2 separate regions of the Rattus norvegicus genome follow, and region 2 is linked to region 1. The links are chromatin contacts, called in public Hi-C maps. All regions are on one chromosome and are shown on one strand. Each heading gives the region's core, a stretch centred on a gene start, on an enhancer-like site or on the middle of the called end of the contact. The rest is flanking DNA. Distances are from core to core; before and after follow the strand shown. Region 1 holds the start of Pnp (purine nucleoside phosphorylase). Region 2 has its middle 16 kb from the start of Rnase9.

Evidence for each region. Hi-C and Micro-C count contacts between places; a contact is called where the count stands out from the background.
Region 2: a contact with region 1 is called in a Hi-C map of liver, with 1.7 times the contacts expected there. The contact joins the enhancer-like site here to the promoter of Pnp in region 1. A contact is called at or near these places in 4 of 12 Hi-C or Micro-C datasets (hepatocytes, kidney and liver).

Annotation. Positions count from the first base shown.
Region 1 is chr15:26,641,687-26,647,007 of GRCr8, reverse strand. It overlaps Pnp (purine nucleoside phosphorylase), which reads right to left and starts at 2,861. Exons shown (of 6, transcript NM_001399678.1): 1 at 2,774-2,861. The coding sequence starts at 2,784.
Region 2 is chr15:26,718,351-26,723,671 of GRCr8, reverse strand. It overlaps the pseudogene Psma7-ps2 and the pseudogene Ahcy-ps6. Among named protein-coding and RNA genes, the nearest start is that of Rnase9, 16 kb to the left of the region's middle. Within about 2 kb of position 2,036, at least 1 of the 93 cell types and tissues checked has an H3K27ac peak or open chromatin away from gene starts, as enhancers often do. A contact at or near this core is called in liver, where this site is marked.

The DNA.
Region 1 (5,321 bases), core at 1,612-4,111:
GGTGGTAACACACCCCACTGCTGCAGGGACAAAGACCCCTGATGTAGTTCTCAGTGGTAGCCCAGGCCAGGACCTCACTATGACCTCAGGTAGCACCACAGGCTTCTCACACCAGGCTCCTCCTCACTACCCTGAGTCTCCAGTTCAGCCTTCCTCAGTGCACACACACCATTCGGCTTCTCTTCCTCTCCCATCTCTCCACCACTCACTCGCTCCTCTGTTAGCGCCCGAGCTTCTGGGTGGCTGCGGCTGCCTTGGGTTTGCTCTGCTCAACCCGCCCAAATTTAATTAATTTTTAATTTAAAAATTTAATTAAACTTAATTTAGTTGGTATGTATGTGTGTGTGATGTGTTCAAAGCATGCAGGCCACAGCATGTGTGGTGGTCAAAGGATAACGTGTGAGTCACTTATCTCCTTCTACCGCATGGGGCACAGGAGTGGAAGTCAGTTCAGCTTGGTATCAAGAACCTTTACCTGTGGAGTCATGTCACCAGTCCTCGAGTTTTTAAATTTTTATTAATAAGTAATTAGAATACTCCTAGAAGTCTACAGGAGAGCCTTAGTTTCTCTGAACATGCGTCTTTGATTTCCAGATACAGACCTCTGTCATATGAATTAACAAACACCTTTAATCCCAGAGTTCAGGTGGCAGGGACAAGTTGATCTCTGTGAGTTCAAGGCCAGCCTGGTCTACAAAGTGAATTCCAGGCCACTCAGAGATCTGTCTCAAAAATAAAGAAAATACATACACACACACACACACAAACACACACACACACACACACATACAGACACATGTATGTATATGTAAGTATGTATATGTATGTATAAACATATTCAAGACCAGAAACTAAGTTTTCTTTCCTTCTCTCTTCTCTCTCTCTCTCTCTTTCTCTCTCTCTCTCTCTCTCTCTCTCTGAGTTTTGGAGTTTGTTGTTGTTTTCAGACAGAGCCTCATGTAACTTAGGCCAGACTCAAATTCAATATATAGCCAAGGCTGACTGTGAGTCCCTGATCCTCCTCTCTCTACCTTGGAGTAAGTACTGAGAGGACAATGTGAGTCATAGCTAAGAAACGAAATGACTGCAAAACACAGAAACCAGACTTATTTCACAACATTGGTTATAAAATGACCTGCCAGTACTGGCTGCAGAGGCTAGTTGAAAATAGAAGTTTGTGGGCCCATCCCTTCAAATGAAAAACTTGTTAAAGTTAGGAAGGGTGCGCCGCCATTAATCCCAGCACTCAGGAGGCAAAGGCAGACGGATCTCTGAGTTCCAGGCCAGCCTGGTCTACAGTGAGAGTTTCAGGAAGAGCCAGGGCTATGTACAAAGACTGTCTCAAAACAACAGAACAACCAAATTTGCTAGGAAGCTCTACTGTGTAACAGTTAATCTTTCCGTCTCCTGCTGTTCCCCCGCCCCTCTCTACCTTTTTGCATTTTTGCTTCTCCCCACGCTAAGGTATTTTCTCCTTCAGAGAGCAAAGAATAACGTACATGTCTCATAACCAAGTACTAGTTAGCATCCACTGGGAGCTGGGTGTGGAGGGGAGCCCTTTAATCCCAGCACTGGGGTGGGGTGGGGGGGCAAAGCAGGAGGATCTCTGCAAGTTCCAGGGTTCCAAAACAAGCATTTAGATACTCTCTGTCTAATAAACCTGGACCTTCTCACAGTCCCAAGTCCAATTCTATTACATCCAACGGCAAAGATCAAAGATTGCTCTCAGGAACGGAAGGACAGAGGTGTACAAGCATTGAACGCAACCAAAAAAAGCCTCCACAAGCATTTGTCTTCCAGACGGAGAGCCTTAAGTCTCAGCTACGTCACAGACCCAGACATTAGGATAACTTGAGCCTAGCCTGGAAATATAGCAAGACCTTGTCACACACTGCCACAGGAGTATATTATAGGAAACAAAACAGGACTGCAACACAACAGGTTATCCTTAATGAAACAGCTAGTGGGGCAGATAGAGCCACGGGTGACAAACAGAAGCAATTAAATAGGCAAGAATTAACAGCATCCTAAAGGGCCGGAAGTTTGAGGCTTGCTCTTCCCCCCACCTCTACCCCCCCCCCCCCGGCCCTGTCCAGCCTTAGCTCACAGTCCCCGAGGACGCGTCGGACCTGAGATCACCCTAAAGCTGTGATCCCTACAGCTCTGCTGGTGAGTCAATCTAGGAGTTCCCGACGCAAAACGAAGGGAGATTCTTTTTTTTTTTTTTTTTTAAGTGAGGAGGAAGGAGTGGAAAAGTGTCTTCTGAGCAGGTCAATGAATACAGATTTTCCAGCCTTAAAGAGACTCCATTCCTAATTTGTTAATACGACCTCCAGTTTGGAGGAAAGGGAGGGGCTGTCATGAAAAGTGAGCAATTTTCCTTCTCAAGGAACTGCGGGACAGCACAACAGAATTATCTCCTGGGTTACCTAGACCCCCAGAATGGAAACTTGTGTTTCGAAGTCGTCTGGGCTTGTACCTTCTTTTCCACATACACCACAGAGGCACAACGTTCCTGGTGACAGTGCCAACACTGTGCTAACCTGTTCCTTCCTGCTCCGGGGCGCCCCTACCGCTGGTTCCCGCGCCGGCCGGACGCGGCAGCCGCCCCACCATGCCGGAGCCCCGAGTCTGCCACTGGGCTCTGTGCCAGGCCTCTCTGCATCCCCAGCAGACTCGCTCCTTCTCTGGGCCCAGGCTGCTAAGTTCGCAGTTCTCAGCGACAGCCCGTCCCCCTCGGCAAAACGCCCAAGTCGCCGGGCCCCGCACTTACTCGTTCTCCATGGTGTCACCGACGGCTGCGCCGAAATCCTGCCCTTTCCGCTCCACGGCGACACAGCCAGAGTCCGGTCAAGACTGTTAATGCACTGTTTGCTGGGCCGGCTTTTATATCCAGCCCCAGGCGCCAGCCAATGACAGCAGCCGTGTCTCCATGGTGACACACCCTCATCCAGAGGTGTGGCAGGAAACCTCTCCAGAGTTCGTTTCAAAGAGACCCTCTCCTAGTCTAGGGCAATTAGCTTGTGGTCCCTACACACATCCATGAGTCTCCCAGCCTGAAAAGGAGGCCTGTGTGGGAAGAGAACTAGAAGCAGGGCAGAGAGGCCCGGAACTGCCTATCTGCAACTCCATTCTCCGCTGTGTTACTGTGTCAGAATTTGAAAAGCGAAAAAATTCAAACCATAGATTGTGCAATCTTGAAATAAAATGAAAGGAAACAGTGTCTGAGTTGCTTTCGGGAATAGGGAAGTGGTGCCGGGCGGGTAACAGTGCTGACTTGGAGCCTTCAGGATTTGGGGAAACACTTCGAGGCCCAGATGGAGTGAGTTCTAGATGGCTTGGAATCTGGGTAGGCACAGACAGGATGGCACAGTACTGAGTCCAAACAATTCTACTAACTTTGAGAACTCTTACATATTTACATAACAGAAGTACACGTTGCCCCACCCCCACCCCCAGAAGTAAACAGAGCAACTCTGTGGAAAGCATTTGGTATTCCTTTTCCTTAACCAAACTTTATGTAACCACCCATGCTTAGTTCTTCAAATTCTTTAACTGTTTCTTTCCTGGAAACTTTCTCTCCTGCTTGCCGGGTTATATCACAACTCAAGCCACTGTTTTCCAAACCTGCTTTTCTCATTCGCTTAAAAAATATTTATTGAGCATTAACTGTGCACCAGTTTTAGTGGAGTGAGCATAAGAGTTAAAAGTTAATTGTTGGAAAGTTCAGTGTGGTGGTACCTGTAGTCCAGGCTGTCCTTGAACTTTAATCCCAACACTCAGGGCCAAAGCAGGGGGTCTCTGAGTTGCAGTCCAGCCTGGGCTACTTGTAGTGAGATCCTGTTGCAGTAAAATAACAGTAGTAGCAGTACCTGAGTGTGGCTCCTTTCTGTAATCCCAGTACTGGGAAAGGCTGATACAGGAGGATTGTATAAATTAAGGCCGGCCTGAGCCAGTCTGTGCTGTCTCAAAGCGAAAGAAAAAAAAAAAAAAGTCCATCTATCTATGTTTGTTTTTTAAAACCCTTTTTATTCTATTTACTTATTTTTTTTTTTTACTATGTGCACTGGTGCTTTGCCTGCTTGTGTATATCTGTGTGAAAGTGTCAGAATTCATCAAGATGGAGTCACACACAGGCGTGAGCCACCATGTGGTCGCTGGGAATTGAACTCAGGACTTCTGGAAGAGCAGCCAGTTCTCTTAACCACTGAGAGATGTCTTCAGCCCTTAATTTTAATTTTTTGTGGTTTTTTTTTTTTTTTTGGTTTTTATTTGTTTGTGGGGTTTCGTTGTTTTGTTTTTTTGTTTTGTTTTTTTTTTTTTTTTTTGGTTCTTTTTTTCGGAGCTGGGGACCGAACCCAGGGCCTTGCGCTTCCTAGGTAAGCGCTCTACCACTGAGCTAAATCCCCAGCCCCTTCGTTGTTTTGTTTTAAAGACAGGGTTTCTCTGTGTAACTCTGACTGGTTTAAATTATTATCATTGCTATTAGGCTTGTTTGAAACATTTGGGCCATTTGTGGTAGCACATGTCTTTAATCCCAGGATTTGGGAGTAGAGTCTCTGATTTGTGGCTAACCTGTCTAGAAAGAGTTCCAGTACAGTCAGACTACTTAGAAAGATCCTGTCTTGAAGAAGATGAAGGAGGAGGAGGAGGAGGAAGAGGAGGAAGAAGAGGAGGAGGAGGAAAAAGAGGAAGAGGGGGGAGGGGGAGGGGGAGGAAGATACAAAGAAACAAAGGAAAGAGAACGGGAAGATTAGGTTTTCCCTGTAGTCCAGGCTGTCCTTGCACTGTTGATCTTGCTGAACCTCCAAAGTGTAGGGATTAAAGGTACGTACCACTGTGCTCAGCTTGAACAGTTCTGCTGTTCCTTTTAAGACAATGTCTCACTGTATAGCCCTGGCTGGCCTTGAGCTCACTAAGTAGACCAGGCTAGTCTCAAACTCACAGAGATCCTCCTGCCTCTGTGTTGGAACTAGTCTAAGTCTGAGCTTTGTGATTAAAGGCATACGTTACCACACCTGGCTTCACTTTCTTTGTAAATAATTACGAGTAGTCAGCTTATGGGTGTGTATGTGAACTCTTTGGGACCACACAGTTGCTCAAACATTAAAACCCTGAGCAACTATTTCTTGCTCCGTGCTGAGTTTGAACAGTACTTACCTTTCATCAGCAGGCTCTTCTAAGAGCAGCCTTGTAAAAGTATGTTGTCATTAGAAAGACTGTTATACGTTCTAGTGTTCAAACTATGGTTGTTCTCAAGTTAATAATTGATATAGCATGAAGAACTGTCAATATTGCTGGGCCTTTTTTTGATATTTAAA
Region 2 (5,321 bases), core at 787-3,286, 77 kb before region 1:
CGCATGCGGGAGATGTACTCAGCCTCCAAGTCATGGAAGGGCGCTCGCGTTGCTGGCTGCCAAGCCACGGAAGGGTGCTCGCATTGCTGGCTGCCTGCACATGACTGTGGAGACTGGTGTCCTCATTGAAACTGGTGTCTCGTGGCCCTGAATGCTGAGGTGCGGTGGTCCAGCTGCTATATTTCCACTCAGGACCATGTAGTGGCTGCCATTGCCAAGGCTGGCATTCCAGTGTTTGCCTAGCAAGGCGAGACAGATGAAGAGTATCTGTGGTGCATTGAGCAGACGTTGCACTTCAGATACATCAGAAGAGGGCATCGGATCTCTTTACAGATGGTTGTGAGCCACCATGTGGTTGCTGGGTATTGAACTCAGGACCTCTGGAAGAGTAGTCGGGTACTCTTAACCGCTGAGCCATCTCTCCAGCCCGACGTTGCACTTCAAGAATGGACTGCTCAACATGATTCTGGATGATGGCAGTGACCTTACTAACCTCATCCACACCAAATACCCACAGCTTCTGTCAGTCACCTGAAGTATCTCTGAGGAGACCACACCTGGGGTCCACAACCTCTACAAGAGGACGGCCAATGGAATACTGAAGGTGCCTGCCATTAATGTCAACAATTATGTCACCAAGGACAAGTTTGACAACCTCTATGGCTGCCAGGAATTCCTCAGAGATGGCATCCAACGGGCCACAGATATGATGATTGCAGGCAAAGTGGCAGTGGTTACGGGCTGTGGTGATGTGGGCAAGGGTTGTGCCCAGGTCCTGAGGGGTTTCTGGATCTGAGTCATCATCACTGAGATTGACCCCATCAATGCACTGAAAGCTGCCATGGAGGGCTATGAGGTAACCAGCATGGACGAGGCCTGTAAGAAGGGAGCATCCTTGTCACCACCACAGGCTGTGTTGATATCATCCTTGGCTGGCGCTTTGAACAGATGAAGGATGATGCCATTGTTTATAACGCTGGATGCTTCAATGTGGAGATTGATGTGAAGTGGCTCAATGAGAACGCTGTGGAGAAGGTGAATATCCAGCCCCAGATGGACCACTAGTGGATAAAGAATGGGTACTACATCATCTTGCTGGCTGAAGGCCATCTGGTCAACCTGGGCCGCCCCAGCTTCATGATGAGCAACTTCACGAACCAGGTGATGGCACAGATTGAGCTGTGGACACACCCAGATAAATACCCTGTGGGGGTTCACTTCCTGCCTAAGAAGCTGGATGAGGCAACGGCTGAAACCCACCTGGCAAGCAGAATGTGAAGTTGACCAGGCTGACTGAGAAGCAGGCTCAGTACCTGGACTGAGAAGCAGGCCCACTACCTGGGCATGTCCATTAACAGCCCCTTCAAGCCTGATCATTGCTGCTGCTGAGGGCTGGGACTGCCTTTCACCTTCCAGCTGCCATCCTTGTTCCGGGCCCTACCTCTCCTTCCCAAGAGCAAATGTCACCAACTTTTCAGTTGCTTTGCCAGTGTTTCACCCCCCTCCTCCGCCCACCCTCATCTCCACTGTGGTTGGTCTTCCTGTCTTTGGCTTCTGTTGTATTCCTCATACTGTTCCCTGTGTGGCAGGGAGAACAGAGAGGTACCTGGGAGGCATCCACAGGAGACATGAGCTTAGAAGTCTTGGAAGTCCTAAGACTGGATGTTACTGGTGGTCACGAGTCCATGCACCTTACTATCCAGACTCTCACTTGGTCATTAGATCTGTGTGCTTGGTTTACAGATCTGCTGGTTTTTCAGTCTAGGATCTGAGAAGGAGCTCTACCACAGGGTAGGAACCACTGGAGTTGGAAGGCTCCTGAGAGCTTGGCCTTTTTACTGTTGGGCCGTCTCTTAAACCTCCTAATACTGAGTTGATATACTATTTGGAATGTTCACAAAGGAAGATTAAAATACAGTTTCTAGTGAAAAAAATAAAGAAAAAAGAAACTCAGAGCAAGTTCCAAGGGGCAATATGTTGAAACCCTACAACCAAATGCTGCGAGATCACAGAAAATGAACTTTGGATCAGTGACCAGAGAACCTGTGAGAGCTGAAGTCTGCCTGGGAACTCTCACAGGGCATCGTAAGGGCTGCACAGGAATGGATGGGCCCAGCATTGACGGCTGCACCGTTGAATGATCCCAGTGTGTGCTGAGCATCTCAGACTCTGCTGGTGCAGTGCTGCCCACACCGAGACCTCAGTGATCGCCTGATCATAATAACAACAGCAACAACAACAGCAACAACAAACACTACACTAAGAGACAAAAGAGACAAACGGCAAGCCAGCGGCCCTTCCAAATAATCACTGATTTCTTATCAGAACCTTCAAAGGACACAGTGACTTTGAAGGGTGGATCTTAAGTTCAGAAAGTTCTTAAATGCCAATTAGACTATTGTACTGAAAAAAATTTTTCAAAATTGGGGGGGGGGGGGTGGAGAAATGGCTCATCCATTAAGAGCACTCTCGGCTCTTGCAAAGGATTTAGGTTTGGTCCTAGGACAAGCATGGCGCCTCACAAGTCTGACTCCAGCTCCAAGGGACCTAACACAGCTCTACTGGCCTCCACAGGCATGCTGTACACATGCTACGCTTAGCATCATTCAGGAGAGACATGTGTGCACATCAAATGAAAACAAACGATATCTTTAAGAAAATATATAGACAGAAGAGGGAATTTCTTTTGCAATAGTCAAAATTGAAAAAGAAAGGAAAATAGTCCGTGACTGAAAAGGACAGACAAGATGGATTTGTGGGCACTAATACAGGTCTATAAAGTATACTTTAAGGAATTCTTTGATCTGAAGGGAGGGATTGTTGGAGAACCCTGCTATAAAGGTCACAGTCCCCCTGACTGGATGGGTTTCTGAGCTTGGTGCAAAATGTAAGAGTCTCTTTCTCAGCCAGGTTTCCCCGCCTCTGCCTGACTTTGTCTGCAGAGTGTCCCTAAACAGAGTTGGGTGGTCTTGTCTGGCCTTGTCTGAAAACAACATTTCTGTAGTTGCTCCTGGAAAATAAAAAGTTAGATGAGAAAACCGCTAAGCTGTATCCATATCATTTTAATTCCCTATTTAAACAGGAAGATCTGAACCAGGTTTGGCAAGGTGTCCCAGCAGGTAAAGGTACTGTTTGTTTGTTTGTTCATTCATTTCTCTTCTAGTCCCAGGCACTTCAGGGACTGCACCTTACCACACAGACGTGGTCAAGTTCAAGAACCGCACCACACACAACCAATCCTGAAAATGGCACAGAAACGGCATGTGGCGCTTAAATAGGTATGACCCCCCATAGACTCAAGTGTTTGAAATATTAGCCGTAGGGAGGGGCAGTGCTAAGAGGAAGTGTGTCACTGTGGAGGCCGGCTCTGAGATCATATATACTGTCGAGTTCTACCCAGTGTGGACAGTCTCCTCCTTGCTGCCTGTAGACAAAGACGTAGAAGTCTCAACTGCTTCTCCAGTACCATGTCTGTCTGCCATGTTTCCCACCATAATGATATTGAACTAAACTGAAAGCCAGCCCCAGTTAAAAGTTTTCCTTTATAAGAGTTGCCTTGATCATGGTGTCTCTTCACAGCTCTGAAACCCTACCTAACACACGGCGTCATGAAACCCCAGTCATTAAGATATGAAATTTTTTAGAGGGCCAAGCCTGAGTTCCTGAGGAGCATGCACTTTGCCAAGAGGTGCAAGAAAGGCCTGAAGAAGAGCAGACAATTTATACATGTGCAAAGGCCATTACAGCCCTTGTGAAACCCTAAGGTGGTTAAGTCTAAGATACCAAAGAACCAGAACACAGCCAAGAGTTGAAAACTCTGTAACCCAATTTTAATTGCAACCAAGCCCAAGGTTCAAACCAACACAGAGGTACAGCTCCATTTCAGGCTCAGGCTTCCAAAGGTGCCCAGCCCCTGTGAAGGCCCCATAGACAAGACTTCTGTCCGTATGAAGACAGAAGGACTGGTATGACACAGTTACATGCTATGTTCAGGTGATCAGGGCCCTAAGCTGTTTTTACAAATAAACTCAAGGGAAGATTTGTTATAAACAAACAAACAAACAAACAAACAAAGTGAGCTAGCTATGTCCAGAAATTGAGATTTATAGAATATCGGTGGGAAATGTGATACATTTTTATATTTGTGATTTTATATTTTATATTTTATATTTTAGATTTTAGATTTGTGTCCTAGCCTTCCTCCTGTTCCTGTGATAAACCCCAAGCAAAACCAGCTCAGGAAGAAACGGTTTATCCAGTTTACAGCCTATCACCTAGGGAAGCAGAGAGGAAATTCAAGGTAGGAACTGAACAGAGGCCACGGAGGGGGTACTGGTTACTGGTTTGCTTCCCATAGCTTGTTCAGCTTGGTTTCTTGTATAACCCAGGGCCACTTGTCAGGAATGGAACTGCCCATGGTGGGCTGGGCCTTCCTGCACCAACCATCAATCAAGAAAATTTCCCACACACATGCCCACAGGCCACCTGAGGGAGGCAATTTCTTAACTGAGATTCTGCTTTCTCAGATAACCCCAGACAATTACTAACCAGAATAATCTGAATTATCAGCTTTTAAAGGCAATCCAAAGGTCCTAGGTCTTGAAATGTGAAGAAAGGAGATGGAGAAAGTGTATCTAATTTTTAGTGTGATGGAATTCTGATTGCAATATTGACCTTGGAAAAATAATGTGAAATAACAGCAGAGAAATAAATATTGTGCTTCACTGTTCTCATTTCTTTTTCTTTCAAGTATTAAGGCAATGAATTTGAATTCAACTGTTTTATAAAACCATTTTCATCATTTAAATACTAGTTTTCACTTTAAAGAATAAAAGAATTGACATATAAAAGGTAATCCTATTCCATCATCCAGGAAGTTATATTGGTATTGATCTTTCCAGCACAATTTCAGTCAATGAGTACCAGCATAAGAAATCAGGACGCACACAGATACTGTTGCAGTCAGCGGGCTCAGTTCCGGTTACGGGGCCGGTGCACTGGCGCCACCTGCTGCCGAACATCAGAAACAGTTCAGCACCTGTTACCTTAGCGTTTCAAATGGACAGATGCATGCATGCACATACGTCATATCAGCAACATTTTATTATTTGTATTTTAAAGAAAAATTTAAGCTAGGTGTGCCGGCTCATCCTTGCAATCCCGTCAAGGTTCTGGGAAGATAAGAATGTTTGATTTTTCTCTCTCCTCTTTTTATTTGCAAAGCCCATACTATTTACTTACTGAATTGCCCGTATAATTTGAAATATGAAGTTCGAGTAAGGTATGGTGACCCACAGAACGCTGGAGGCAGAGGTAGGAAG